Linked DNA regions of Mus musculus: all the other regions are linked to region 3. A link is a contact called in public Hi-C, HiChIP or PLAC-seq and promoter capture Hi-C data. All regions are on one chromosome and are shown on one strand. Each heading gives the region's core, a stretch centred on a gene start, on an enhancer-like site or on the middle of the called end of the contact. The rest is flanking DNA. Distances are from core to core; before and after follow the strand shown. Region 1 holds the start of Isy1 (ISY1 splicing factor homolog). Region 2 holds the start of Rab43 (RAB43, member RAS oncogene family). Region 3 holds the start of Abtb1 (ankyrin repeat and BTB (POZ) domain containing 1). Region 4 holds the start of Aak1 (AP2 associated kinase 1). Region 5 holds the start of Efcc1 (EF hand and coiled-coil domain containing 1). Region 6 holds the start of Cfap100 (cilia and flagella associated protein 100). Region 7 holds the start of Nfu1 (NFU1 iron-sulfur cluster scaffold).

Evidence for each region. Promoter capture Hi-C pulls out the DNA fragments that hold promoters and counts their contacts. Hi-C and Micro-C count contacts between places; a contact is called where the count stands out from the background. HiChIP or PLAC-seq counts read pairs in DNA pulled down with a chosen protein or histone mark.
Region 1: an H3K27ac HiChIP or PLAC-seq map of embryonic stem cells shows a contact between it and region 3, with 5 times the contacts expected there. The contact joins the promoter of Isy1 here to the promoter of Abtb1 in region 3. A contact is called at or near these places in 10 of 39 promoter capture datasets (the 3T3-L1 cell line, 3T3-L1-derived adipocytes, the C10 cell line and 7 more), 1 of 484 Hi-C or Micro-C datasets (CD8 T cells), 4 of 115 datasets of contacts at active chromatin or transcription factors (astrocytes, embryonic stem cells, extraembryonic endoderm stem cells and 1 more) and 3 of 9 other capture datasets (adipose tissue, embryonic stem cells and liver).
Region 2: a contact with region 3 is called in a Hi-C map of B cells, with 9 read pairs. The contact joins the promoter of Rab43 here to the promoter of Abtb1 in region 3. A contact is called at or near these places in 1 of 39 promoter capture datasets (liver), 3 of 484 Hi-C or Micro-C datasets (B cells, double positive thymocytes and embryonic stem cells) and 2 of 115 datasets of contacts at active chromatin or transcription factors (both in embryonic stem cells).
Region 4: a contact with region 3 is called in a promoter capture Hi-C map of liver, with 4 times the contacts expected there. The contact joins the promoter of Aak1 here to the promoter of Abtb1 in region 3. A contact is called at or near these places in 2 of 39 promoter capture datasets (liver and pre-B cells), 1 of 115 datasets of contacts at active chromatin or transcription factors (pancreatic cancer cells) and 1 of 9 other capture datasets (adipose tissue).
Region 5: a contact with region 3 is called in an H3K4me3 HiChIP or PLAC-seq map of embryonic stem cells, with 7 times the contacts expected there. The contact joins the promoter of Efcc1 here to the promoter of Abtb1 in region 3. A contact is called at or near these places in 2 of 39 promoter capture datasets (both in liver), 1 of 115 datasets of contacts at active chromatin or transcription factors (embryonic stem cells) and 1 of 9 other capture datasets (embryonic stem cells).
Region 6: a promoter capture Hi-C map of the 3T3-L1 cell line shows a contact between it and region 3, with 4 times the contacts expected there. The contact joins the promoter of Cfap100 here to the promoter of Abtb1 in region 3. A contact is called at or near these places in 1 of 39 promoter capture datasets (the 3T3-L1 cell line) and 1 of 115 datasets of contacts at active chromatin or transcription factors (astrocytes).
Region 7: a promoter capture Hi-C map of pre-B cells shows a contact between it and region 3, with 2.2 times the contacts expected there. The contact joins the promoter of Nfu1 here to the promoter of Abtb1 in region 3. A contact is called at or near these places in 2 of 39 promoter capture datasets (liver and pre-B cells) and 1 of 484 Hi-C or Micro-C datasets (B cells).

Annotation. Positions count from the first base shown.
Region 1 is chr6:87,836,150-87,840,014 of GRCm38.p6, forward strand. Isy1 (ISY1 splicing factor homolog) reads right to left here and starts at 2,610. Exons shown (of 11, transcript NM_133934.4): 1 at 2,495-2,610. The coding sequence starts at 2,497.
Region 2 is chr6:87,808,996-87,813,089 of GRCm38.p6, forward strand. It overlaps Rab43 (RAB43, member RAS oncogene family), which reads right to left and starts at 2,784. Exons shown (of 3, transcript NM_001039394.1): 1 at 2,352-2,784. The coding sequence starts at 2,549.
Region 3 is chr6:88,840,272-88,844,021 of GRCm38.p6, forward strand. It overlaps Abtb1 (ankyrin repeat and BTB (POZ) domain containing 1), which reads right to left and starts at 1,664. Exons shown (of 12, transcript NM_030251.3): 1 at 1,498-1,664; 2 at 567-629; 3 at 439-494. The coding sequence starts at 1,553. Podxl2 (podocalyxin-like 2) reads right to left here. Exons shown (of 8, transcript NM_001347327.2): 7 at 3,236-3,415; 8 at 2,286-2,705. The coding sequence ends at 2,496. Gm15612 (predicted gene 15612) reads left to right here and starts at 2,583. Exons shown (of 3, transcript NR_045880.1): 1 at 2,583-2,825; 2 at 3,210-3,750.
Region 4 is chr6:86,847,078-86,850,911 of GRCm38.p6, forward strand. Aak1 (AP2 associated kinase 1) reads left to right here and starts at 2,428. Exons shown (of 16, transcript NM_001378654.1): 1 at 2,428-3,138. The coding sequence starts at 2,976. 2610306M01Rik (RIKEN cDNA 2610306M01 gene) reads right to left here and starts at 2,363. Exons shown (of 1, transcript NR_028298.1): 1 at 1,330-2,363.
Region 5 is chr6:87,728,721-87,732,853 of GRCm38.p6, forward strand. It overlaps Efcc1 (EF hand and coiled-coil domain containing 1), which reads left to right and starts at 2,149. Exons shown (of 8, transcript NM_001159697.1): 1 at 2,149-2,820; 2 at 3,954-4,133. The coding sequence starts at 2,173.
Region 6 is chr6:90,427,186-90,431,096 of GRCm38.p6, forward strand. Cfap100 (cilia and flagella associated protein 100) reads right to left here and starts at 1,295. Exons shown (of 17, transcript NM_173775.3): 1 at 1,194-1,295; 2 at 253-358. The coding sequence starts at 304.
Region 7 is chr6:87,008,108-87,012,221 of GRCm38.p6, forward strand. It overlaps Nfu1 (NFU1 iron-sulfur cluster scaffold), which reads left to right and starts at 1,729. Exons shown (of 8, transcript NM_020045.3): 1 at 1,729-1,852. The coding sequence starts at 1,794.

The DNA of each region.
Region 1 (3,865 bases), core at 1,360-3,859, 1.0 Mb before region 3:
GTTTTGCTAAGAACAGACATGTGGTGTTGTCTGAAGGCAGTCTGGAAAAGGGGAATGTGATGTTTTGATAGAGTAGACGCTAGAGAGAACATGTGATGTTTGGAAAGGATATAAATGTAGTCCAACAGACAGTGGGTGATGCTGGATGGTATTGGTAGGCCTTAGCATTCTTTGTCAGTCATTGTTTGTCATGACTTCATAGAGGAAAACAAACCAAAAAAACTTCTGGTGATGTTCCAGCAGCTTCTTGCCACTTCTGCAGATTCAGGCCAATTGCCAGAGCCTTGCAGTTTCTTCTGGATCAACTCGCCGCTGCTTACTCATGAATGGTATTTTCCAGTCCCGCCATTGCTGACTCATGATGGTATTTGTGAATGGATCTAGCTAATACTGCTGATCTGTGTAAACTAAAATGCTGATATCCTGACAATGAAAATTAGATTTGCTCCAAAGAACTATTTCTCAACAGGTACACATCCTCCTCTGCTCTGTTAATCTTTCCTTTCCACTGCCTCTGATGGATGATGGACTAGAAGGGACATTAAAACATTTAAGAACCCTCATTAAAAATAGGTTGTAAAAAATCTAAACCTACCATTGGTTGGTTTCTGGCTTTTTGAGACAGCATATTCTGTGTAGCCCTGGCTGTCCTGAGACTTGCTCTGTAGACTAGACTGTCTTTGAAGTTAAAGATTGGCCACCTCTGGCTCCCGATCTTTGGGATTAAAGGCATGTGCCGCTGCCATCACCAGGCTGGTTTTTATTTTTTAAAATCATACACATGTGCAGAATGTACTGTGATCATATCTATTAACCTCTCTGACCCCTCTCTCACTCCTGATACGATAACGTATGCACCACCATACACCACTCTAACCAGAAAACAGCCTAGTTGTCTGTCTGCTGCCAGTGGCTATCAGAGGAGAGCATCAAGACTGGCTTTTGCAAAGTGATGTTCATTTAAGTGCTGCCGCAGCAGTGTTAAGTCAATGGTCCCTAAATGTTACACAGGATCAGGAAGAGAACAGTTTTTTTCAGTTGGATTGTGAACTACACAGAAAGCGCACCTGCTGAATTTGGAACTAGAGATTTTGCTCCTAGCTCTTCCTCTCACCATCACTGAGACGTGGTCTCACCAAAATCTAAGTTTCCCTTCACAGCACATATTGTAGCTTTTATCTTGCAACGTTATGATGACTTACTCAGATAAACGCATGAAGTCAAGCAGAAACAGACACACAGTCTAGAGAGTCAGCAAGATGAGTTTAATTTAACTTGCCCTTCAGATTGCCCCTTCCAATCAACTCTGAAAGGAACCTGGCCAGTGGAAGGTGGATATATGAACATGACATCAATACAGGACACACCCTCCTTCAGAAGTAGCTGTTCAAGACCACTGTTTCCTCTCCTTTTTAGGTTTCTGTTCTCAACAGTCTGTAGTGTCCAAAACATCCTCTGTAAGCATTCCATGGCTTCCTTAAATGTTTATGCATCTGTTTTATTTAACAGGAGTATGTATCTGTTTGCCCCTATGTATGTGTAAATACCACCCCGCCCAAAGTGTATTAATGTTTTTTTTCTACTTAGTATTATAAAGCACAGACTGACAAGAAGGCCTATATATTTGAATGTGTCCATATTTTGCACGTGGTTATGCATATACTTACACCTGATCCTTAAACATAATTTGGTATATGCATATAGATAAATATCTACCAAAATGGGCTGGTTTTGTAGATAAGACTATACAGATTTCAAAGACATCAATAAATCTCAGAAGTATGAAAGCCACTCCGTATACTTTTAAGGGGATTTTTACCTTTAATTTTTTAATATTTTTTGTATGTGTATGAGTGCTTTGCATGTATGCATGTAAGTGCACCACATGAGTGTCTAGTGTCACTTAACAAGTGGGTGTTGGATCCCCTAAAACTAGAGTTTTGGATGATTGTAAGCAACCATGTGGGTGCTGGGAACCAAAGTGAAGTGGTTTTTGATCACTGGGCCATCTCTCGAGGTCCACGGACACTTTACTTTGAAATTACTACAGTAACTGCGCCTCTTTGAACCAACACTGTGTCTGATCTCATACTTCCATATTAAACGCTTCTTGAGTGAATGAAACCGAGAATCACAACCTCTCAACAGATCAGCCCATCCTATTCATTCACTCACGGTTATGTCACACACGTCTAGAGAATGTCAGATTCTGTCCTCGGTTTCAGGCAAGCAAAGGCGTGGAGACCCTGCCCTTTAAAAGGTCCTATCCGTGGAACCTGAGAACGCCCGGGCCGTTCAGTCTCTACGCATAATGTGCTTCACCCAGACTGAACCACCAAGACGCAATACAGCTCCCAAACTCAGTTTTCTTGCCATTTCTTACAGCTACGCCAGGTGGGAAAAGAATCCCGGCATAGGCCAGGGAGCCCGAGGCCGCACACTGGCCCAGACCTCGGGTCCCCCGTGAGCCCCATCCCTTCCCCAACGCACTCACCATGGTGCCGGCGAGGGCGCCCTGGCGCCGCTCTGCAACGCAACGTGCTCAGGCGCCCGGAACAAGGCAGGCAGACGCGGGAACGGAAAACAGCGGACAGTCTGGTCTTTTTGTCGGAAGACTAAATGGAAAGGACCGGAAATTAAGGACCGGAAGCGAGGGAGGGAGGACGAGGGAGGGGAGAGAATTGCAGTGGAGCTTCGGTAGGCGGCTTCCCGCCGACGCGTGTCCAGTGCGTCATCCCGCGCCTAAGTCAGCAAGACTACGCTTGCGCGGCAGGAATGTGTGCGTCATTTGTCGTTTGGTTTCGTTCTGCTGGTAACTGCGGTCAAAGATTCGCCTGCCTCTGCCCTTCCTGAGTCTTCTATGACAGCAGATGACCTTTTTGAAAATGACTGCACCTCTCTGAATGCACTGAGTGTTCATAGCCCCTAGGGACCCTGCGTGGAGTTCTGTCACCTGCCTGGACCCGCCAGGCGCAGGCACTGGGGCAAACCATAGCCATTGGGGCGAACCTGTCTTCCTGGGAGGCTTCTTCACCGCTGCCTGCCATTTACCTGGAGCTGAACAGTGACTGAGACTATGATCGTCCTCCTTTTAAGAAACGTGTATAATTATCATTATTCTTTATTAAAGGTGGCTGTTTCCATGAAACTGACAGATGTGATCGTGAAAGAAACATTTAAGCCAAGGAATCAGCTCTCTCTCCACACATTCCCAGAAGGCAGAGACCACATCTTTTAAAATACAGAGATGCGGTGGTGGCGAACGCCTTTAATCCTAGCACTCAGGAGGCAGTGGCAGGCGGATTTCTGAGTTCGAGGCCAGCCTGGTCTACAAAGTGAGTTCCAGGACAGCCAGGGCTACACAGAGAAACCCTGTCTCGAAAAAACAAATTAATTAATTAATTAAAATAAAATACAGAGATAAGGCCAGGCTTGTTGGCTAATGCCTTCAATCCCAGCATTTTGATGGCAAAAGAGGCCAGTTTCTGTGAACTGGTGGACACCCTGGTCTTCATAGAGAGGAAATCCAGGCGAGCCGGGGGTGCATAGTGAGAACTTGCCTCAAAAACTAAAGAAAAAGGCAGCTTGGATCCCAAGACTCAGAAGGCAGGCATATCTTTGAAGTTTGAAGCTAGTCTACAAAGTTAAGTTCCAGGATAGCCACACGAAACGACTCGAAAAACAAAAACGTAATGAGAAGAAAATGAAATACGGAGTAAGGTCCAGAGAAGAAAAAGCTACCTGGAGCAAGTGGGAAGTTAGAGACTACGTGAGTCACTTAGCAGAGATGGATTCTGGAAATGGTGGTGGGCTCTCCCACTGAGTCAACACTAAGGAGAGTACCCTGTCATAGTCCATGCAAGAA
Region 2 (4,094 bases), core at 1,534-4,033, 1.0 Mb before region 3:
GAAAGCAGTATTCACGCTAGAACCCGAATAATAAAATAGCCACACAAGGATCTAAGGGACACAGGGATCTATGACAAGAGGAAATAGATGCAAAGGCCATCCAATCCTGGACTATTTAAAGAAGGGAGCTATACAGGTTAGAAAATAGGGCTGAGGAGGTATACAGGCCCATCTCTTCAAGTAGAATATAGCACAGTAGTTGTAATGGGAAGTAACTATAGAAAAAAAGAACTTGACTAAATTTGTTATTCTCAGCTTTCCACTATAGCAGAACTCTCTATACAAACAAGTAAGATTGAAACACAGAAGTGAGTAAGATAGTTTTTCCCTGACAACTGAAACCCAGAAGTACATAAGATAGTTCTGCTCTTGACAACTGGAACACAGAACCGAGTAATTATGATGGTTTTGCTCTGACCGATGGGGAAGCAGAGCCTCTACCTTCTTTGCCTTCCCAACTCCTGGGAACTTCCAACCTCAGCAGAGCTAGAACAGCAGCTGGCCTGTCTTTAAGGTTCCTCAGACCCTTCCAAAGCCCAGATCAGGTGGGAGACAGGGTTCCTTGTGGAGCTTATGCAAAGAGCCCGAAGTTCAACCCTCAACACCACAAAAAGAATAATTACCAGTAACAATGGCCTCCAGCCTGTAGAACACACCATTAAACAGCTGACTCACAACCGCTTATAGAAAGGACAAGCAACAGAGCTTTGAGGTATCACCACACAGATGCAGCTCTGCTGCTCCCAGGCCCTCGAGGCTGCCTCCTGGGAGGAAAAGCTGCAGTGACCATCAGGAAGGGAACTAACTAGCTGCACCATAGTGTATTGCATAACCTAAGCTCAAGTGCACAGTCCATCCAGGGCTGCACTAGGTGACAGGTTATCTTCACAGGTAAACAGGAATACTGCCCCGTCCCTGGCCAGTCAGCACAGGGATCCAGCACAGGGATGCTGGGCACAGGCCAACAGCTTTTCAAAGGGGACTCATCGTCTTTATGTTTCTGTTTTCATACTGCGCTTTGAATGCTGACTACTGGCATTATCGGAAGGCACCAACTTGACCACAGACATACTCCACCCATGGCAGCCCTTCCCTGGCCACCTGCTCCAAAGGAATGGTCCAGAACAGCTAAACCTGCCTGCCTGCTCTTGGCCCTTTTCCACCTCAAGGAAACCAAAATACACTGAAACCCAAAAGACACCCAAAAGACCGTTTAAAACGTTGCAAGCAAATCTCTAGAGGCACAGTGGTCATAAAAACAATGATTGTTGACTTGCTTTTTTTTTTTTTTTCTACACTATGGGACAGGAGAGAGGCAACACCCAGAAATTATCCCAACTTTATAGAAACAAAGAACAAAGTATTCCAGCCAAGGGCAACAGAGAACAGGCCTACAGCCACCCAAATGAGCAGCGAGCCACACCAGCAACAGGGTCAAAAGACTCCCATCCTCGGGCTTCACGTCTGAAAACACAAGACTGCCCCCACCCAGTTCTCTTTAAAGCTGTCTTGAAGATCCTTGTGAACCAGAAACCGTGAAAAACGGCAAAGGATTTCTGCAGGGTGGAAATCAGGAAAGTTACTAAGAGCCTCTGTGCACAAGAACAGCGCTGTGTCCTGTCCAGGATGCTACCTTTTTTTTTTTTTTAGGGAGGACAGACACCTAGGTTAAGAAACTTGATTTCATTCATCACAAATATTATTTATCAAATCATTGCCAGGACATTGTGACAACCACATCCTGCTGTTTCTGCTGGGGTCATTGCCAAAGTTTGCTTCTCTCCCCCACCTTCCGGTATCTGTGATGAAGTTTTCGGTTTCTATCAACCCTTAGTCGGGGAGGCCCCCCACCCCCACCCCAACTCCGCGCTGGCCCTGGTGGAGTGGAGTTCCACCACCGGGTCCATAAAAGAGACCGCGGGGAGGCGTGGCCAGGGAGGAAATTCTGACAAAAACTTTTGGACCTCCGGTCCTAGCAGCCACTACTTCCTGGTCCCTCCCGGTCACGGGGATGTCGTTATTTGGCTGAGTGCTCCCCAGAGGGCCGCGCAGGGAAGGGTCTGTCCCGGCATGCGTGGCGCTCACGGAACGGCCCGCAGGTTGCCTTCCACCGCAAGTTGTTTCGAAGGAGTCCCCAGGCTGAGAGACGGGGGGGCGGGAGTGGGGTGCAGGCTTCCTCCTCCACGCTCTGGCCGCCCACTGTCACCACTCCCAGAGCCCAAGGTGGTGCTTTCGGACCTGAACCCAGCACGGACATCAAGGCCCAAGCCCGTTCTGAAAGAAGGGGAAGCCGAAGGACTGGCCGCGAACCGCCCGCCGGGAGCAAAGCAGCGGGCCGCGCCGCCTCCCACCTTGACCCGCTTGCCCTGGATCTCCAGCGTCTTCATGGTGAAGTCGACACCGATGGTGCTGCCCTGACGCGCCGAGAAGGCGCCGGTCTTGAAGCGCTGCACCACGCACGTCTTGCCCACGCTCGCGTCGCCCACTAACACCAGCTTGAACAGGAAATCGTAGTGTTCGTCCTGATCTCCCGGGCCAGGGCCCGCCATGGCTCCGCGGGAGTCCTGGGACGCAAGGGCCCGGCTTGGGCTAAGGACAGCCGCGGGCCGAGGTCCGTGTGCCCTAGCCGGCCCGCCGCCGGGCTACGTGGAGCGGCGGCGGCACCTGAACGAGCTGCACGGCGGACCGATCGACCGTCCCGCTCCGCCCCGCCCCGCTCCGCTCCGGAGCCCCGAGGACTCGGCTCCGCCCGGGAGCGCACCGCCCGGCCCTCCGCAGCTCTCTGCCAGCCGTCGGTGCCGTGCCGGCCCACGGCTACCTCAGGCCCGCTCGTGCGCCGCCTTCAGGGCGGGGCGAGCCTCCCTGATCCCCAGCACCGCCCATCTCCCGCCACTCCGCCTCTGGGTCCCGCCCCCAGGACCGCCCAGTCTCCCCCTCCCATAACCAACACCTCCTAGCCTGTCAGTACAGTCCCGACCCCCCAGCACTCCCTCTAAGCTTCTCACCTCCCCGATCCTTCTCCGAGCACCGCCCGCACCCCACCACGGCCAAAGCCTCCGACCCTTCTCTCAACACCACCCCAATCCCGCCCTCAGCACCGTTCTTTCTCACTTCTCAGCACTTCACTAACCCGGACTTAAGCCCGGTGCGGATTCGCTGTCAACAACGCCTTGATCCTCTATTTGGTCCTGACCCCGCCCTTAACATCTCTTACCCCGCCCTAATCCTCCGGAGCCTCTTGGCTTGGACCTCGCCTTAGGCACTGCATCCAAGACGGAAATCCACCCGCACCTTTTCGTAGCCCTGGAGCTAACTCCTCCCTAACGCCTCTCAACTCAGCTCTCCGCGCCTCTTCAACTCCGCTTCGGTCCGCTGCGCCCCCATAGCAGGCTTTGGCCCCTATTAGGTCAACAACTCGTTATAATCGCCAGTTCATCATTCCCTAACCTCATGCCCTTCTCAGCCGGGCCCCACGTCCACCCCTCACTGACATGCCTCCGTCCCTCGCCTGGCCTGCACCCAGTGGGGAACAGGCAAGAGTCGTTTCGGGGCAGGGGACAGCTATGGCTGACAATGAAGGGCTGATGAGGCAGAACACAACTCAATGTTCCCTCTTCGGAGAATGGAAAGTTCTGGTGACACACAGTAAAGGCAGCTTCCCTTAGGTGAAAAAGGAAGACAGAGGAAATGAAAATCCTTGAGGGCAGAATGGCCTAGAGTTCCATTTGGAAGAATTGATAGAGCAGACAGGAGTCCAGTCAAACCTGGGGTGGCTGGGAACAGGAGTCCTGGTCCCAGCCAAACACCTCCTGCACAAGGGAAACCTGTGAGTCAGCCAGCTCAGAAGTTTGGCCTGAGAAACCTGAAGTCACAGAAATGGGACCCAGATGTCTGTAAACAGTTTGAACTAGATCAAATAGGCCCCATCCCTAAAAATGAGAGAAAGCTGAGAATACTCTAGCTTCTTTGGACAGCCCCCTTAGGCCCTGCATGGCTATTTGATTCGATAGTTTTTTAATAATGGCTGTTGCAAGCCAAACATTGTTCTAGGGCCTTGAGATCCATCCATGAACGAAAGGCAAAATCCAAGACAA
Region 3 (3,750 bases), core at 414-2,913:
AGTGGGGCAGCCAGCAGGTGGGAGACCCAAGGAAGGCAAAGTGAGAGGAGGTCAGAGTGGGTCTCACAATGTAGCCCTGACTAGCTTTGAACTTAAGATAATCCCTGTCTCGACTTTTCTCTCTCCCAATAATTTAATTGCAGGTGTGGGCAACCATGCCCACGTGCTTTTATCCCAAACACTCCCATCAGCTTTGCTGTGGAAAGATCCTCCTGCCTGCAAATATGGAGATCAGAGAGTCAGTTTAGCAGACCAATGGTGGTACAGTACAGGAGACAGCCCCAGAACTGGCCTGGGTGTCAAGGGTAACGTGAGAAAGTGGATAGAGGGTTAGAGAGTACTATGTGTTGACTTTAGGGAGTTAACAAGAAATCAAGGGTGCATACAAACATGGAGCAAGGTCTCAGAGCTTACAGGCAGACCCTGACCCTCTCTCACCATTAGCCAACAGGTAGCGCACCAACTCCTCATGCCCACAGAGGCAGGCATAGTACCTAGGAAAGGGGGAAGCTGTCAGTAGGGTAGGCCCACCCTGCCCACCCAGCTACCCCACCGCTCACACTCACAAAGGGGTGCTGTCCCACTTATCCCGCACGTTCACCTCCACGTCTCGCTGCTCCAGCAGGTACCTGGGCAGGAAGTTCAAAGCCTGGGTCAGAATTGCTTCTCATCTGGGAGAGAGACAACCAGGAAGGGGAAGGAGGCCACATCTCTCTGGGCTAGGGAATGCCTCTGAGAAGGGTAAGGCCTGGGACTACACAGGTCTGCAAGGGTCTGCAACTGTGAGTTGGGTGATGGCTTCATGGACAGAGGCCAAGCCCCAGGTTCAGAAGGCTGAGAATTTGGTCTTTTAATATCTGGGAGAGAGAAGGTGATGGGGCCCCTAATTCAGCCTGGGGAGCCAATGGCAGGGAAGTCAGAAGAAAGCTGATGCAGGCACTGGGGGCGGGGAAGGAGGGGAACAGAACAGATCTATGGAAGAAGTGGAAAAAACAATTGATAAAATGTTGAGGAGAAGAGGTCATGAACCAGAAAGCGATCACTGGGACATGGCAGCCCAAGGAGGCTATCTGAGGCAAGACCTGAACTCTCAGAGCTGCATTCAAATTGAGGGACGGATCATTAACTCTGAGGTGGCATCTGGTGTCGGAGAGAGCTGCAGCTTGGTCACATCTGTTGAGGACCAGGGGACTTGGAAGGAAGGGCCATGGGAGAAAGGAGTCTATCAAAGAAAAGGGTCAGGATCCTTCTCTTCCCTGCCTGCCCACGGAGATCACGGTCTCGGCGCCAGGCTGGTAACTGGCTGCACCAGCGGCGCCTGCGCCTCTTGGAACCTCCACGGAGAGGAGTCGTTTCCCTGCACCGAGCTAAGTAAGGGACCTAGAGCCCGATCTCCCTGACTCGGTCAGCTTCGGGAGCCCCACGGCGCCCAACCCCACACCCGTGCCCGATAAGCCCTGCGGACGCCTGCCCGCCTCCTGCACTTCAGGTTCTCACCGCACACGGCCCACGTCCCCTTTCCTGCAGCTGGCAAACAAGTCGCTGGTATCCATGGCGAAAGAGACTGGACCCCCGGCCGAGTGATCTCGGGAGTCGTCTGTGCCCGGCCGGATGTAAACACTCACCGCCCCGCCCCTCGCGGCACGGCCTAGCTATGCCCGCCTGCGACTCCGCAGCGGCGCCTGCCGCCCGGAGGACCGTCCGGCCCGAACCCCGCCCTCGCATCCAGAAGGCCGCTCCCCAAGGCCGCACCCAGTAACCTTAACCACGCCCACTTAGCCTCTGGGGACTTCTAGCCTTCACCCCGCCCACCCGTCTAGAGGACAACTCAATTCCCCCAGGTTCCGCCCACTCGCCCGAAGAATAGCTCACTACCAAGACCCCGCCTCCTCAGAAGAGCTTCACCGGAAGAGCAGTTCGCTGCAGGCCCCGCCCACATTTCTTGGGATCCGTTCTGAAAACAGCACCTCCCACAGGCTTGGAACGCTTGTCAGTCCTGAGTCTAGCTCGGTTCAGGTCCCGCACATCAGGCCGAGGCCTCGCCCACCAGGACTTTTCCCAGCCTACTTCAGGCTCAGCCCACCCGGCCTGGTTCCACCCAGATGACCTTATACTCCCTACCCTCCGCCCACATATCCCTAACCACGCCCACAAACTCCATGAAATTCCCAGCCCACCCGTCCTTGGCCACGCCCAGCCAGCCTCCCTTGCCCCACCTACTCCTCCAGGCCCATCCCACCCACTCCCCGGAGTGCAGCCCTCGGAAGGCAAAAAACAGGCGTGGAGGCGGAGCGGCCCGCGCGTCTTAGCGGCTTTAATGGAGTCCTGGCGCGGGGAGCGCGCTGGCCTCGGGCAAGCGCTCGGGGCCGGGCAGGGCGGGGTGGGAGCTGCGCCGCGGTCGCCTGCTGCGGTGGGGAAGCATAGTGGTCCGCGTGGAGGACCGGGAGGGGCGCGGGGCCGTGGCGTCGGGCAGTCTCGCGCCCGTGGCCCGGCGCTCACAGGTGAGTGTCCTCCTCGAACACGTCCGAGTCCTCAGGGTCGCGTTTGCTGCCCATGAGCGCGCTCCAGCTGCTCGGGCCGTTGATGGCCCCACCGTTCAGGCTGGGCTGCTTCTCCTGCATCTCCGACTGGCTGTCGCTGGCCACGTCCAGCGTGGGATTGTCGTGGCAGCCGTTCTCCACGAAGCGCAGCTCCTCACCGTGCGACTGCAGCAGCAGGAGAGAGCGCTAGGCGCGCACAGTGGTTGGCCACGCCAAGCCCCCAGGGTACTACTCCCTTGGGGCCCAGGATACAAGTGCCTGCAACTCAAACCTAAACCTCTGCAGGTAAACCCTGTGACCCCCTTGGTGTCACTTGATCCCTTCCAACAGCGCATTATACATGAGACAGCCCACTCAAAGCATACGAGATAGGGCAGAATGTGCAGGGCCTGCCCCCTTTCTCTTGTGCAGGTTGCAGGAGCCTTTGGCTTCTAGGACTGAGGGGAGCAGCTGCTCTCAAGCCTTGCAGAATGGGGCACTGGGGTTAGGAAGAGCTGGAGGAGAGGAGGGATCCCTTGGTGAGACTTAACTCCCCCTCACTGTGTATCTCCTCGAAGACCAGGCTCAGAGAGGGTAGATGGTGGCACTGAGCACAACTGAGTTGGTACAGGTTTCTAGGTGAGGCTCTTGGGTAGCACTGGGTGATACTAGCCACACTCTGCCCTACAGTCCTAAGCCCTCCCTGGCCTACTCACCACGTGTTTGAGCTTGGGCATCCGGCGCTGCCAACAATTGTAGAGTAGGCCAAGCACAATGATGATGAAGCAGATGACACCAATGATCACCAGCACTACAAAGAGCGTCCCGTAGTCACTGCGCACCTGGGTGGCTCGTGCCTGGCAGCTGCTGGTGGTGGAGTAGTTCTGGATGCCAATCTAAGAGTGGGGGTATCAGGAAAGCCCTAAGAGCTAACATTCCAAGGGTGAGTTAGAGCCCCTGACAGCCCTGGGGCCTGGACCTGCATAGAGGGGCATACCATTCTGTCCCTACTGGTTCATCCAAGAACACTTCCAAGCCTCTCCCAGGGTCCACATTCTTGGCTCCTTCACTTCCTCACTGTGTTTCTACACCAACACAACTTTGAATGCACCAATTCTGGCCCTGCACATCACTGAGACGTGATGACAGTCACGGCCCAAATAGATGGGGCCCCACCCCTGTCCCCATCAGTTTCACAAAGCAACATGGCATCTGGGAGACTTGAGTTCAC
Region 4 (3,834 bases), core at 1,178-3,677, 2.0 Mb before region 3:
TATACAGAGACTCCCTAAACCAAAAAAAGAAAAAAAAAAAAAAAAAAAAAAAAAGAAAAAAACCAACCCCCCCCCCAAAAAAGTACTCTGTTTCATAGGTGACAGTGAGGATTAAATAATATAATATATACAAAACTAGAAAACCTGAGTAATAATTGCTATTAATATTAGTCCTTGAAAGGATGAAAACAATAGATTTAGTCTCCTATTAGTCACTTAGTTATTTCTGTCAGATTGTGATCAAGCTATACTTTAAAAACAAACCAACCAACCAACCAGTGTGTTCCAGCATTTGGGAGGCAGAGGCAGGCAGGTTCCTATGAGTTTGAGGCAGCCTGATTTACAAAGAGAGTTCCAGGCCAGGCAAGTTACAAAGTATGACAGCCATTTTCATCCCCCCACCCCCACCCCACTCGCGCATACACACCAGTCAATCAATGTATAGGAATGATTGCTGCAGTCCCCTTCTGTTAAACAGTGGTCTTTCACTCAGGCTGAGTGCCTACTAAAAGCATGTTACTCAGTGGGAGTAGGCTGCCTTACTCCTTCTGGAAAACCTTGACTGTCTGAAGTGAGGCTTGAGATTTGAGCAAACCTGGTCTGTACCAGGAGAGTGGAGAAAATTAAAACCCGATAAGGCACCAGGGCTCGATGGACAGACTAACAGACTCTTTAAAGGTCGGTCAAAATTAATGGTGCTGAGAAAGATGAGGGGCTGTAAGCCCACTAAGATTTCCCATCTATTTTAAGACACACACTAAGCTTCTGTAACAGAAATCAAGCCTTTTAAGGAAGGCGAGGAGAACACACCCTGGGCTGAGTTAGGAAGATGTTCCGCAGGTGCTGAGTCTCACCCTTAAGGTGGCTGTAGGATTGTGTGAACTGAGGTGGCAATACTGGCTCTCTCCGGAAGTTAAGATGCTATCTCTCTCCGGAGAGTTATATGACTATGGTACCACATGAAATAAGAAACCGCAATAGCCACCGCCAGCACAGCCGGACTCAATATTCAGATTAACCAAGAGCCATCTTTTTTTGTTCTATTTTTCAAGACAGGGTTTCTCTGCATAGCCCTGGCTGCCCTGGAACTCATTCTGTAACCCAGGTTGTCCTCGAAATCAGAAATCTGCCTGCTTCTGCCTCCCAAGTGCTGGGATTAAAGACGTGAGCCACCACTGCCCAGCAAGACCCATCTTTTTTTATTTCCTGGGGGCCCCCTTCTAGATCTTCCTCAAGTGCCTGAAGTAGAAATTCTGGGATGAACTGCAAGAGGGTAGTTGCATCTTTAAGAAGTGTGGGGAGCTGGTGGAAAAATAACCTATACTCAAAAAAGAGAAAAAACCATGTATTTCTTGGGGGAGAGGGCAGGGGAGGCAGGGATTTGGCACGACAACAACATCTTCTGTGAAGCAATCTAGGAGGAGAGATCTCAATTCCTTTCCAAATCCTTAGCATTTGACAGGTGCCAATCACACAGCCCTGTACTCTATCCGCACCCAAGCGATCCTTAGTAAACACAGCATCTTCTTGCGAAAGATTCTGAAGAGAAAGCAGTAGGTGTGTCTAAAGTTCCCTTTAAAGGCGTGAATATATCTGGTAAGGACCAGGCAAATCTGGGTCGGCAGAGGGCCATGGTTTGGGGTGGAGCCCAAGGATGGATGTAGCCTGGTCCCTAGATGCTCCGTGTACTGGATCTCCCGCAGTTCCTTCTTCGACCCTCAGGCTTCTCAGTTCTCATCGTGGTCGGGGACCGGAAGACACCTGCTTTGTTTCCTTCAGCACCGAGATTCCGCTCGGCTCCCTGCTGGCATCATACCCACTTCTCCCCAGCCCCCAAGCCTTCAGTACCTCCGCTCCCATGACGTCGGGGAACTCCCAAACCCAACTGGGGCGAGGCAGCTAAACCGCGTCCTTCAGGTGTCAGTCCGGACTCCTGTGAAACCACAATTCCCAGAGTGCCTCTGTCCATGAGGCCAAGCCATAGATAAAATGGCTACAGAGAGTGGGACGTGCAGCTGGAAAACTAGTCTCTGGTGACTTTAGCAGATGTACTTAAATACCCGAAGCCTCACTTCTGCACCACTCCACTATCATCTCCAGTCCCTGGAGACGGCGTCCGAAGGTGCGCTCGCTCCCGGGGCATCTTGGGAATTGTAGTCCAGATGCCAGATTACCCCGAACTACTCTTCCCAGGGTGCTCAGCGGCAGGACTACGGCAACGCTCTCTTCCAAGTGTCTCTGTCCCGAGTTCCACTGCTCTGGTTCCCTTCTTGCCATCGGTTTCTTTCGCTCTGTAGCTATAGCTGGTGCACCTGAGACGGCCCCTGAGAAGGGGCTGTGCGGCCCTGAGAAGCACTTCCGGTGGCAGGTCACTTCCGGGTGGGTGGTCGGAGCCGACGGGCGCGCGCGCGGGGGAGGGGCGGCCTCAGCGCGGCGCTCGGGGATCAGCTGGCGGGCGGGCGGGCGCCGAAGCGGCCCCGGCTCTGCGGCAGCGCCGCCTCCTTCGTGTCGCAGGCCGGCGGCCGTGGCCATGTCGCGGGGCTGGTAGCTGGGCTCGCCGCCGAGCGGCCGCTAGTGGGTGTCCGGGGCCCGGGGCGGGGGTCCGGGCAGGGGTCCGGTGCGTTTCCAGGGCTTTCCCGAAGAAAATGCACGCAGCGTTTCCTCTGGATGACGGCCTGTGCTTTCCCTAGGACCCGGCAGTTAGGCTCTGGAGTGTGTTACTGATTCATCCTCTCTCTGCCTCTGTCATCGCAGGTTTAAACTTAAACGATCGCTCCCCGAGGAGGAGGGGACCCGCCGCGCGATTGACAGTCTATTCCTGCAGGCGCCGTCCCTCAGCCCCCACCCCACGGCCGGATTCCCGGGGCTCTGCTCAGGGCTGAAACCGGAGAAGAAATCCTTAGATCTCTTTTCTTTACAACAAATACGAACCTAGAAACCATCGGCATTTTGCCTTGGCATTTCATATTGGAAAGATGAAGAAGTTTTTCGACTCCAGGCGGGAGCAGGGGAGCTCTGGCCTGGGTTCAGGCTCCAGCGGAGGAGGGGGCAGCAGCTCAGGCCTGGGCAGTGGTTACATCGGAAGGGTCTTCGGCATCGGGAGGCAGCAGGTCACCGTGGACGAGGTGTTGGCGGAAGGTATGTTGGGAAGCCAGTGCGCGGTGAATTAATCTCGTGTGCTGATGTGGCAAGACTCTGGTTTCTAGTTGTATGAATGGGTTTTGACCAACTGACCCTCCCTTCCCCCTCTGCACTTTCCTTGCGAGTCATTGTCCTTGAGAGAATTAAAACTCAGACTGGGAATTGACAGGGCTTGGGGGGGCAGTATTGCCCAAATAGTTTACCTCAGTGGCCTTTCATTTGGGTGGGTGGGGGGAGCGCGTGGAGAAATCTCTTCCTTTGACCGAATTATTCGGATCCTATGTGTGAAGTATAAGTGAAATGCAGGGTGGTGGTCTTGCCATTTCCCTGAAACTTTAAATTCTGATGCGGAGGCTGAAGGGTGGGGATGGGGAGAGATCTTAAAGGAGAGGGGGGCTTCTCCCACCTAACTTTCCTATTTCTTTAAGTAGGTAGCCAAAGAGGATTTCTCTGGGGACAGGAATGCATTTTTTGGTGTTTTGGTTAGGTTTGTTTCTTTACCCAACTGCAGTGAGGTCCCCAGGATGTGGCTAAGATAAAATCATAAGCGAATGAGATGGTTTTGAACTCAGACGCCTAGGCCTCTTTTCTCCTTTTAGTTTCTATTAAGAATGACTTAGGATTGGCTCTGGTTTAGTGTTCTCTCAGTTGGAGAGGATGCTGTGTGGTTTCTCTCGGTGTGTGCTCGTTGGT
Region 5 (4,133 bases), core at 899-3,398, 1.1 Mb before region 3:
GCCCTCATCCCATACCAATCTTTAAAGGAGAGAGAGAGAGAGAGCGCGTGCATAAGGTGTCACTTCAGTAGCTTACTTGTGCTTTGCCAAGTAAGGAAGTATTGAATTTGCTGCCTTTGGATTTCCATCAGTGCAGCAAAGGCTGTGATGTTAGGTAATGTGAGCATGGTGGTCCTTTCCTGCTCGGGGTTACAACCTAAAGCTCATGAGTAGCTTGGCTAGAAATGCCTTTGGTGTCAAAAGTACTTTGAAAAAGTAATGTCAATTTTATATTCTATTCAATATTATCAGCACCTGTTTTAATATAAAAAGTGTTTTACACTACCTACATTTTTCTCCCCCCCCCCAAAAAAATCAAATAAAGATGATCTAGGAATACAAAAAAAAAAATGCAAGCAAACACGCAAATAACAATTACACAGGAGACCACCTTAAATTCCCCCTTTTAATCTTATGTGTATAGGTGTTTTGCTTCTATTTATCTATGTGTCATGTGCATGCAGATGAGGGCATTGGATTCTCTGGGACTGAAGTTACAGATGGTTGTGAGCCACCTTGAGGGGACAAGAATTGGACCCAGGTCCTCTGGAAGAGCAGCCAGTGCTCTTAACCACTGAGCCATCTCTGCAGCCCCAGAAGGTCACCTTCTATTAGATTCCAGTCATATGAATATCTAGAATAAGCAGATTATGGATTCATAAAGTAGTCGCTTCCCTTAGCAGAAGGACAAGTTAGAGACTGAGCAGTATTGGGGTGCACATGGTGAGGGCAGGGTGGGGATGGAGGGAGTAGAAATATTGAAGTACTAGACTGTAGTTGTGGTCAGATAACTGTAACATACTAAAAACTGTTGATCTGTACATCTTACAGTGCAATCTCCCATTTCAGCAAAAGAGCCAGTGCACCGATAGCAAAGGGTTCACCATCACCAGAAACAGCAACCAGATGTTCTGTGGCTGCCATTCCTTATGTGCATCCTTGTAGAAAGCATCCAGTAATGTTCTGTGCAGTGTTGTTATTATCACATACCATTCATTAGTCATAACAGTCACAATAACTGCTGTAGCGTGTTTCCTCGTTTATCCCTGTTCCACGATTTGTCCTGCCTGGGCCCCTGCTGAATATCAGCTTCTAGCCATTATAATCAATAATGTGGTCAATGAACATGCTGTGCATGTGGTTTTCCAAGGTAGAAGCCAAGGTATGGTATTGTACATTATTCCGTTAAATTGCCATTGGTTTTATAATTAACATATATATGTACACATGTATATCCAAAATGCTTGGGATGTCTGATTCCTTCCCGAAGTGTGTGGAACAAAGGACAAAGTGCTGGTCGGGGGTGCTATAATGGAGGAAACAAAATGATAATGCTTTTCAACTGGGATTTGTACACAAAACAAGATCTGCTTATCTAATAGTCAAGGGCCGCTGAGTTTGCTCTTCGCTCCAATATGGCTGGGTAAGGTTCCCATGGCAAGCGCCAGACGGAGTCAATACTACATTTCTGTGAAAGAGAGAAGAAAAGCCAGTTAGCTCTCAAGAGCAAGCAGGTCTGCCCAGCATCTTCCAGAATCAAGTTCTAGGGCACCAAAGAAAATAGTGGCCAAACAACTGTTTACCTCATCCCAGCCAGCGGAAGGAGCTCAGGCCAAGCAACCACCTGGAGCCCAAAGGTGGCCGCGGTAGACAACCACTTTCCTCTCACCAAAACTCTAACTTCATCCACGTCCAAGTTTGTTTCCTCCTCGGTTCTAGTTACGAGGAGGGAGGGAGAGCTTAGGAAGCAGTCTGGAGAAGAGGCAGAGAACGGCCGGCCGAGGGCTGGGAATTGCAGAACACAACAGCAGGCGCAGGCGCTCCAGCCTCTGGTGACAATAGCGGAAAGGCCTGGAGAGGGCAAAAGAACTGAGTCAGGAACTGGTTACAGTGATGGGGATGGGGATAGGGATGGGGAGCGATGGGGAGTGCAGGTCAAGGCCATTACTAGAGCGCGTAGCTCCAGCGCCTCCCATCGGGACAAACACAGACGTCCTGCACAGTCCACGCAGCTGCCTGGATACGGTCCCGTGCCTCTCTGGCCTGACCGTGGCCGCCCAGCCCCTCCCTCCGCGGACGCGGGCGGCTGTCTGAAGGCGCCGATCTGCCGAGAGAAACCGCCAGGGTTTGGGCATGGAGAGCTCGGCGGGTGACCCATACCGGCGACCTGCGCGGCGCACTCAGTGGCTGCTGAGTGCCTTGGCTCACCACTACGGGCTGGACCGCGGCGTGGAGAATGAGATCGTGGTGCTGGCTACCGGTCTGGATCAGTATCTGCAGGAGGTTTTCCACCACTTGGACTGCCGGGGAGCGGGCCGCCTACCGCGCGCCGACTTCCGTGCGCTCTGCGCGGTACTGGGGCTGAACGCTGACGGGGAGACGGCCACGGAGGACGCAAACTCCGCGGAGGCGGCCTCCACGAACCCGGCTGCTGGGATGATCGCTGGCGGGGACGCGGACGTCAGGGAAGAGGCGCGCCTGGCTCTGCGAGCCGACCCTCCAGAGCTCACCTTCCGCCAGTTCCACGCGCGCCTCTGCGGCTATTTCAGTAGCCGAGCGGGGCCCCGGCTGCCCCGCGGAGCTCTTAGCGAGCACATCGAGACACAGATCCGCCTCCGCCGCCCGCGCCGCCGCCGCCGGCCTGGCTCACCGAGCCTGCACGGTGGCGCCTATGGCGAGCGGGTGGCACATCTAGAGGAGGAAAACAGTAGCCTACGCGAGCTGGTGGAGGACCTACGGGCTGCGCTGCAGAGCAGTGACGCGCGTTGCCTGGCCCTTCAGGTGCGAGGGATGCCTCGGGTGGAGACAGAGACGCCCCACCGCGGCCCAGCCCCTCCTCAGCTGGTTCTCTCCGTTCCCCATTCCACCCCCTTCATTCCAACTTCCACCCCAATGTATCATTCCTTAAGATCCCAACTTCCTACCCAAGTCCCTTCTAATCCTAGAAGGAACCTGTTTAAGTAGCCAAGTAGTGATGGGTCAGCACACATCCTTCTTCGGGAGGTTTAAGGAAAACAAAGGACTGACTGCCCTTCCCCAAGTCAGCGAAACTTGTTGAATCCCTCACAGCCAGGCCTCTAGCCCAGGTGAGAAAGACAATGATGGCCAGCAATGAGGGCCAGGCTCACTCTGAGCTATTGAGGTGGAGCCATTGAGTGAGCTGGTCTCTGGGATCAGTCAACGAACACTTGAGCCCTCGGTGTTCAGTGTAGCTCAGGTGACCAGCTAAGGGAGAAAAGGGGCCCTTATAGGCGTATAGGAAGAGGACCTGCGTTACATTGGTGTCTCCTGTCTCCTAGTTGCTGCAGAGTACAACTAGGTGTCAAAGTGGCCTTCGTGGTTCATATGTCTGCCAGGAGAGTGTAAGATGGGGCAGAAGGAACCCTGGGAGTGCGTAGAGTAGTGTGTGTGTGTGTGTGTGTGTGTGTGCGCGCGCGTGTGTGTGTGTGTTGCCTGAGACTAGGTCTCTCATTTAAAAGGGTCTCTCCGTCTTTCACGCTCAAGTGCCTACTGGGCACATTGTCCCAGCTTCCTTTATGCTTTGGAACACTGCAGAAAACAAAACAGATCAACCCCGTTTCCAAGGACAGTCCAGAGCACAGATCTCAGAAAGGGCGGAAATTTCAGTCTGCTCTTTAATCTGTGCCTTGAGTCCAGTGAATTAGGAGCAGCGTACACTGGATGCAGGAATTAAGCCTAGAAGGCACGACTTTGGGGGATTACTGTCACCATGCAGAAAAACAGAGGGTGGACTTCCTGTCCCAACTTCCCTCGTGGGGGGTGGGGGTGAGGGGTATTGCATACACTTGCTTTAGCCGCTTGTGCCAGTTGCTCAGTGAGCTAGCTTTGTGGTTGTAAGGGGATGACCCCGTAGACTTCTGCAGTGGTCACTCACTGTGGCTTCCCGCGGACAGGTCGGCCTCTGGAAAAGCCAGTCGGACATCCCAGAAGCGGCGGCGCACGAGCTGCAGCGAGCGCAGGGCGCGCTGGCAGAGGCGGAGGCGCGCGCCCGGCGGCTGCAGCGCGGACAGGTGGAGGTGCGGCTGCGCACCGAGGAGGCTCGGCAGGCGGTGCGACGCAGCTTGCACCGAGTG
Region 6 (3,911 bases), core at 45-2,544, 1.6 Mb after region 3:
CTGGGTCAGACTCTCCACAAACCTCAGAAGGCACCAGCCCTGTGCTCCTTTTTCTCATGGCAGTCAAAGCTGTGCAACAGGCTTCTACCAGCTAAGCCATGAAGCCCTAGGTGGGGTTCTGCATCACGATAGCCACAGGAAAAGCATGCACAGTGTTGCTTTAGAACTACGTCAGTATTTGAGTGAGTTTACACCAAACTGTCCCAGGGTTCCTTTTGCCCTCCAGGAGCCCCCACCCAGCTCAGTACTTACTGTCTTCAACCATTTTCACGGAGAACCTAGAGGACCGTGCCTTGAACGCCATGGCTGAGGACCAACCGGTGTGCAAAGCTTGGCCTTAGCTGAAGCAGATTCTCGCCTGGAGAGTGACACAGTACTTGAGAGGATGGTTCCCCCAAACCCACAGCCCACTTTGAACTGAGTGACTTGCATTTCCACTATGTGGACTAACACTGCCTATTCCCTGTATCCAGGTTTAATGGAATCTACTATTCCCCTCCTGGGCAAGGCTGGCCCATATCTTCCTGTTCTCGGAACACACCAGCTTTGGTCTGCCTGGAGCCTCTGGGGAGCCTCTCACCTAGGTGAGGTTGGAAGGGTGAGGGGCGGGACTTCTCCCTTTAAAACTGGGCTCAGATGTCACTCTGAGAGACCTTCCTGCACCAATGCATGTAATGACCCTTCGTTTTCTTCTTTACAAGGTCAAGTGGTTACCTCTTACAAGACTTTTATTGCATATGTCTTCCAGAATGCAATCTGCACGGAAGCAAGCCCTCTGTTCCACCTGTTAGAGCTCCCGACGCTATGCTATGCTAGGTTCCCTTCAAAATGAAGTGAGTTTTCCTGTTTGCAGAAGCTCAACTAGTGTTCCAAATCTCAACGAAGCAGGGCCGAGGGTGGAGCCCAGGATTGCTTGCAGTCTGAGCATCTCTACCTCAGCCAAAACACTACCAGAGAATCCTGCCTCCTAACACCCCAGCTTCTCTTGGCACACCACACCCTGGGGCAAGAATGCAGCAGCAAGGGAATGGACCAGTGCTTAAATGGGGCCTGTCATAGATAAAGTGGAAAAGAGCACCGAAGGACGCAAAGCCTTGCAAGGGACCCAATAGAGTATTTGATCTCGGACCAGAGCCCCACAGCCACCCCGCTGGAGCCCACCCCCAAGCCCCCTGGCCCAGCCCCGCGCGCACCAACCAGCCGCGTGCACTCAGCTTGCTCCGAAGCCTCGGTCGGCAATTCTCCAGTCTTCTGGTCCTGAACTGCGTTTGCGACGCCAAGGCAACTATTCTCACAGGAGCTGTGATGTCATAAAGCCCCGGAGGCGGGCCCGGGCACACTGGGCGGGCTGGCGGGCCGGCGGGCGCGGAGTACTGTGCAGGACTGTGGCAGCTAAAGAGCAGAAGACACGGACTCAGGGAAGGGACAACGACTAGAAGCAGAGCGATCCGGGTTGTTGCAACCCTGCAACCCGGGGACAGGGTACGTTTGCCCAGCGCACTAGCTTCTTTCACCCCCAGATTCTCCTGCCCATCCGTAAAGGATTTTGTTGCAGCTAGGGCACAGACAACAGCCTGGCTCTTCAGAGAATATTTAGGAGTCTTGGGGCCGGGGAGGACGACGGTAAAACAGTCTACAGGCTAGGAATGTGCCAAAGACAGTCTCCCTTAGCTCCTGGCGCTACTCAGGGTCGCTGGCGCCACCCAGTGGGTGGAGAGATAGAACCAAGGCAAGAAGGCCAGGGGTAGGAGTGTAGAAGGATCCTGGAATGGGTCAGGGACCCTTGAATCACCAAAGGGACAGTATCCCGCAGGGCAGTCCAGCGCTGGGCATGGGGGAGCCAGGAAGAAAGGGTGGGCCCTGCATATGTGGTTTGTTGGTTTTGTTTGTTTGTTTGTTTGTTTGTTTGTTTGTTTGTTTTTTATGCAGCTAGTGTTAAATACTCTTTGCAAGCAAGTGGCTCCCTGCCTGGTGTTGGAGGAGGGCCCTTACACTGTGGTCTAGAATTCCCAATATTCTGGCCTCAGCTTCCCAGTAGGCTGTCAAAATAGCCAGACAAACTACAAAACAAAACAAAAATAATAGGAAGAAAGAAAGGAAGAAGAAAGAAGAAGGAAGAAGGAAAGAAAAAGAGAGAAAGAGAGAAGGAAGGAAGAGAAAGAGAGAGAGAGGGAGGGAGGGAGGGAGGGAGGGAGGGAGGGAGGGAGGGAGGAAAGAAGGAAGGAAGGAAGGAAGGAAGGAAGGAAGGAAGGAAGGAAGGAAGGAAGGAAGAACAACAGTAAAACCTGCACCAGGTTTGGAGTGCTTATTTATTCAACCAGTCAAGCAAATATTTCAGAAATCATTCATCTTTCACACCACGAGGGCTTTTACGAATTTAGAAAAATAAGCCACCAAAAGAGAACAAATGAGGGTGCTACCATTCCTGGTGTTAGCACACCTGTCCTGAGTCCCCGGTGAACCCTCACAGGGTGTCCTTTAAGCCAGGTATTGTTCTCAGCGCAGATCCATTCAGTACTTACTACCATCCTGATGACTAGGTCCGGTTCTGAACCACCACCCCTCAGCATGAGGAACCAATGTGAGCCTAAGATCCTAGAAGAAAGGCACACTGTGTTCAACATTGTACAAGCCAGAGTGATCGGTGAAACCTCAAAGACTGCGGAGAGTTGGAATGCTGCAAATCTAGAGCCAAAATTATCTGAGGTAATACTAGCCCTCGAAACAGCCACTGTGATTGACAGAACATTCTTGTAACTGTTACATAACTCTTCTCGGAATGTTCACACCTCTAACTTCTACCAACACAAAGGCCGAGAATGTCCTCAGATGGCATCTGAGGCCCACAGCAGAGAGCTCCACACCCTTCCTTGTAACCCAAGTCTGTGTTCCTCGGCCATAGCCGCTCAGTGTTTGGCTAGTTACTTCCTGTGAAGCAGAGCTGGTTTTACGTCAACACCGGTGAAGGCAGTTACCCAGACACGCTCCAACTCCCACCTCTTGTGGATCTTATGCATTATTCAAAACGATGTGTCTCGTACCAGAGATCGGGGAAGCCTGGAGGCGTGCTCGGTAAAGACGATAAGCTTTCTGCTGTGCCTCTTGGTTCCTCGGAAGGTTAGAGAAGAGATCATCTAGAAGATGTGGCATGGTATGGAAATTTAAACAAATTTTTACTTACGGGGTGGGAGAGCTCAGAGGACAACTTAGGGGAGTGGATTCTCTTTCCACCCTGTGGCTTCCTGGGATCAAACTCAGGTTAGCAGGCTTGGTGACAAATGCCTTTGCCTGCTGAGATCTTTAATCTTAGTCTAACATTTGATGATGAAAGCTTATTTTAAAAATTAAGGAGATGGTGTGTAGTAAGGCCACTGTAGCTGTCCCTGCAAAAGCCCTCTATGTGGTGGCCTGGGTCCTCCTACAAATCTCTTTCCAAGCCGGGCGTGGTGGCACACGCCTTTAATCCCAGCACTCGGGAGGCAGAGGCTGGCAGATTTCTGAGTTCGAGGCCAGCCTGGACTAACAAAGTGAGTTCCAGGACAGCCAGGGCTATACAGAGAAACCCTGTCTCAAAAAAAAAAAAAAAAAAATCTCTTTCCAGCACCAAGTATGTCTAAAGTTCAAAAGTTTTCATAATAAAATGTTTTGGGAAAAACTATCAATATTCCTAAAGGGGAATTGTTCTCTTTCTCTATCCTTGAAAGGTGTATGGGTCTGGGAACAGAAGGCAGACAAGAGGAATTGCGCCGTGGGGATTCTCAGATCCTAACACATGCACACACACACACACTCACATATATACACACAAACACATACACACATATACCACCCCTGCAGGGCCAGCACATGAGGCACAGGATGAGGGAATCTGGAGACAGCCCAAAGCTATCCACAGCATATACTGTCAGGGC
Region 7 (4,114 bases), core at 479-2,978, 1.8 Mb before region 3:
TAGCAATAAAAATGACTCTAAACATTCCACTAACAGCCAAACAATATGCAGAGAATGACAGACCTTGAAACACTCAGCCCTAAGTAGGACCTCTCCATCAACTCTCTCAGGCAACCTGCAAAGCTGAAAGGGTGTAAGAGGCAGAGGAGATGGAGAACACCAAGAAAACAGGCAGGCTTGGCATCAGATGGGGTCAGCCCTAGAGCTGAAAGAAGAAGCAGGCATCTGTCTCCGTTCCTGAGCCATCTCAAGTTGATTACCCCTTGCAAATGAAAATCTAGATTTCTCCATGGGAATCTCACCGTGGGGGACAAACTATTCCTTTTATTTATTTATTTTATGTATGTGAGTACACTGTAGCTGTACAGATGGTTGTGAGCCTTCATGTGGTTGCTGAGAATTGAATTTTTAGTATCTCTGCTCCATCCGGTCGGCCCACTCGTTCCGGTCAACTCTGCTCACTCAGTCCCTGCTTGCTCCGACCCAAACGTTTACTTATTATTCTACATAAGTACAGTGTAGCTGACTTCAGATGCACCAGAAGAGGGCTTCAGATCTCATTACAGGTGGTTGTGAGCCACCACGTGGTTGCTGGGAATTGAACTCAGGACCTTGGGAAGAGCAGTCAGTGCGCTTACCCATGGAGCCATCTCGCCGTGGAGGACAAACTATTCCTAAGTGTAGGCCACGTGTCCAGCTGTAGAATGGTCAACAAAGAACCAGCTCACTGGCATCTTTGAAGGTCCCTGGTCACATAATGTTAAGCTAGGACTTTGGGTTTGTATATTTATTTAATTACACATTTTTGTTTACATTACATTGTTTTTGTTTTTTATTTTATGTATACATATATTTTACAATTTTTCTCTCTTTCCCTTTCTTCATCCCTCCCTCCCCGCTTTGCCCTGTAGGTCCCTTTTCATATATATTATGGCTTCCAGTGTTGTCGATAGCCCTGGGGCTAATTATATTTTATGTTAATTCCGTTTTCCTGTGTGTGGTTTTGAACAAGGAATGAGTCAGCGCTCAGGTGATTTCCTGTAAACCTGCTTCCCACCTTAATTTGTAAAATAAAGGAGAGCTGATGATTGGGCAGATAAAAGGGAAGGTGGAATGGAAGGTGGAGAAAGAAGAAGGAGAAAATGGATGAAGGAGAGGACGCGGAGGAGGAGGAGGAAGAAGAAAAGCGGAGCAGAAGCACATGGCCTGGAGAAACTGCAAGCTCTAAGGGGTCTCATAGATGTGGAAGATGGTCGTGTAGCGGTAGATCTGTCCAAACTAGGTGCACATATGTATTCATATTAACTGTGTTGTGTTTTCATTGCTGAGGCATATTTGGATTGGAGATTTACCGCAACATTCCAGCTTTGTATTTTCACGGGACTCTTGCATATGTGAACAAGTGTGTCTCTGCACTTATATGCATTTCTTGAACTCTTTTCCTTGTTTGTTTTGTCCTATTCTGATGTGTTAGGTTTTGTTATATCATATATCATATATTCCCTTAGAAGCCTGTTTGTTTTCTAATGAGCGACAGAAAGGGGGTGAATTCGGAGGGGAAGTGTGGGGAAATTGGAGGAAATAGAGGGAAGGGAAACTGTAATCTGGATATATTATGTGAGGGAAAAAAATCTACTTTCAGTAAAAGGAGGGCGGAAAGGCCACCTGCAGCACCGCCCTCAACTTGTAAGGAACCGGCGTCCCCGGACCGCCCTCTCTGCAGGGCCTGAGTCTGCGTAGGACTTGGAGACAAGAAGGAGGCGGGTCCGCGCAAGCGCACTGGCACTGAAGTGATGGCGGCGGCCGAGCGGGCATGGGGAGCAGCGGTCGGTGTAGTCCGGCTGTGCAGGCGGTAGGTGTTGGCTCCCTGGCTAGCAGATCCCTGTCGCTGCCTTCTCACAGGCAGGAGCTGGCGTCTGAGGGACCCTTGTCCTGGCTCCAGAGCCCGAGGCCAGCCACCTTCCACGGATGTCCCTTGTAAATCCCACGGGAATGTGGCTCCGAAGGGAAGAGCGGTCCCGGGGTTGTGTCGTGTCCTGTCGTTCCCTTTCCAGGGAGATCACGGCTCGGAGAGAAGTGAGTGACTCGAGGAAGTCCACCGCCCAGGCTTGTGCGAGTGCGTCCTGTTCCTCTTCTAGAGCCACTCCCTCAGATATCTGTCAGACCCGAGTGTGACAACTATAGAAAGGGGCCTGACAGAATGCTGATGCCAACTTGAAGTTTCAAATGCATTTCATCAGGCTAGCATAGAATCCCTCATCATCTGTCATCCCAATACTTGAAAGGTGAAGGCAGGAAGACCAGGAGTTCAAGGCCAGGTTAGACTATTTATGAGACACCCTCCACCACCCCACCACCCCCGTTTTAAAACTCCTAAATGTATCTCATAAAAATAGCAGATTAACAGAAGGATTTTGTGGGTTACCCCCTGCCCACCTGTTTTCGATGACTCCCCTTCAGTTACTTTACTCAAGATCGGTTAGACTTCAAAACTTCCTGCCAGAGTATACTTCTGGTTTATCCACGCTTGCTGCTTTTTCCCAGGGTTGAAGGAATATTAGGGTGTTTCCAAATCCTGGAGTATCCACTCCATTCACTTAAAGAATAGTTACTAGTTACCACGTAGTGATAACAGCTACCATTTACTGAACGCTCACTGTGTGGCCTGGTGTGGCCCTTATTGCTAGGTGTTCCTTAGGGAGAGTGATCTACAATGCTCTGCACGCCTTTTGTTTCAAATGAGTGCGTCTAATAAGGATGCAGCACATAGTCCTAGCATAAGAGAGCAAGCAGCCAGAGGGCACAGCACCAAAGCAGGTACACCATCCAGCAGATCAGGCCGGGGGAAACCCCAGGATCCAAGACACTTACTGGGGACTCTGGTTGCCAAGGGTCTTCTCCTGGGTATGACATTTAATTAGCTATTTCTGTCATCGGCATTTTTTTTTTTTTCGATTCTCGAGACAGGGTTTCTCTGTGTAGCCCTGACTGTCCTGGAACTCACTCTGTAGACCAGGCTGGCCTCGAACTCAGTAATCCGCCTGCCTCTGCCTCCCGAGTGCTGAGATTAAAGGCGTGTGCCACCACGCCCTGCTTGTCATGGGCATTTTTATAACATGGAATTTGAACAGTAGCTGAGTCTTGTATTTTGGGAAGGTGCCCGGGAGTGACTTAGTTCCCAGCTGTGTTCAGGGGCTGGTTTTGCTCCTGTTCTGGTCTCCGATGTTTTTACTCTGTTCTGGTCTCCGGGGCATGATGTTTTTACTCTTGGACTGTTTTGCTCCTACAAAGGGTCTTGGAGGACAATTTTAAGTATTCACTTAAGGCAGGTGGATCTCTGTGTTCAAGGCCAGTCTGGTCTACACAGTGATACCCAGTCTCAAAATTAAAAAAAGAAAAAAACAAAAAAAAAGGGGGGGAACTCAAGTCAAGTCTTTTCAGATAATTTCCCTTTCTAGCCGGAGTTACTTTCCGAGCTCCATTCCTTTTTAATTGGATGAAGGTTTGAGAATAGCCAGTCAGTGCTCCTCTATCAGAGTGAAGTGAAGGTCCGACGCCTGGCTAATGCTCCCTCCCCAGCAAGTATAAAGAATGATGGCTGCTCTTGGCAATTGCATGTGTTCTATTAGACTTTAGACTTTGAATCGTTGGGATGAAGCGGGTGTCCTTTATCCTAACTATTTCAGTGGCGTTTCTGACTTTAAATTTTGGGACATCTGTACTTCATGAGATACCATGGGGATAGAAACTATGTCTAAACGCAGAACTCGTTTCTTCACGTGCACCTTACCCATCACGGAAATTGCATGCATTGTTTCTAGTGAACTTTGGAAGGCAGGCCCCTTACGTGGGGCCAGGTATGAGATGGGTTGAAGCTTAGAACATTTCAGGTTTTTGCTCAGGGATGCTCATTTTTTACCTCCCCCCCCCCCTTTCCCCAAAAGGGCTTTGCAAATGCTAGGCAAGCACTGTCCCATGAGCTGCACTCCCAGCCTTTCCCAGGACACAGGGGGCTACTTCTCTCCAGGTGACTGCTGTGAGACCGACAAGGAAAAGCTTTTTGCTGGATATGTGGTTTTTTTCTTAGCTGTTTTCAGCCATGTGACCATCCTAC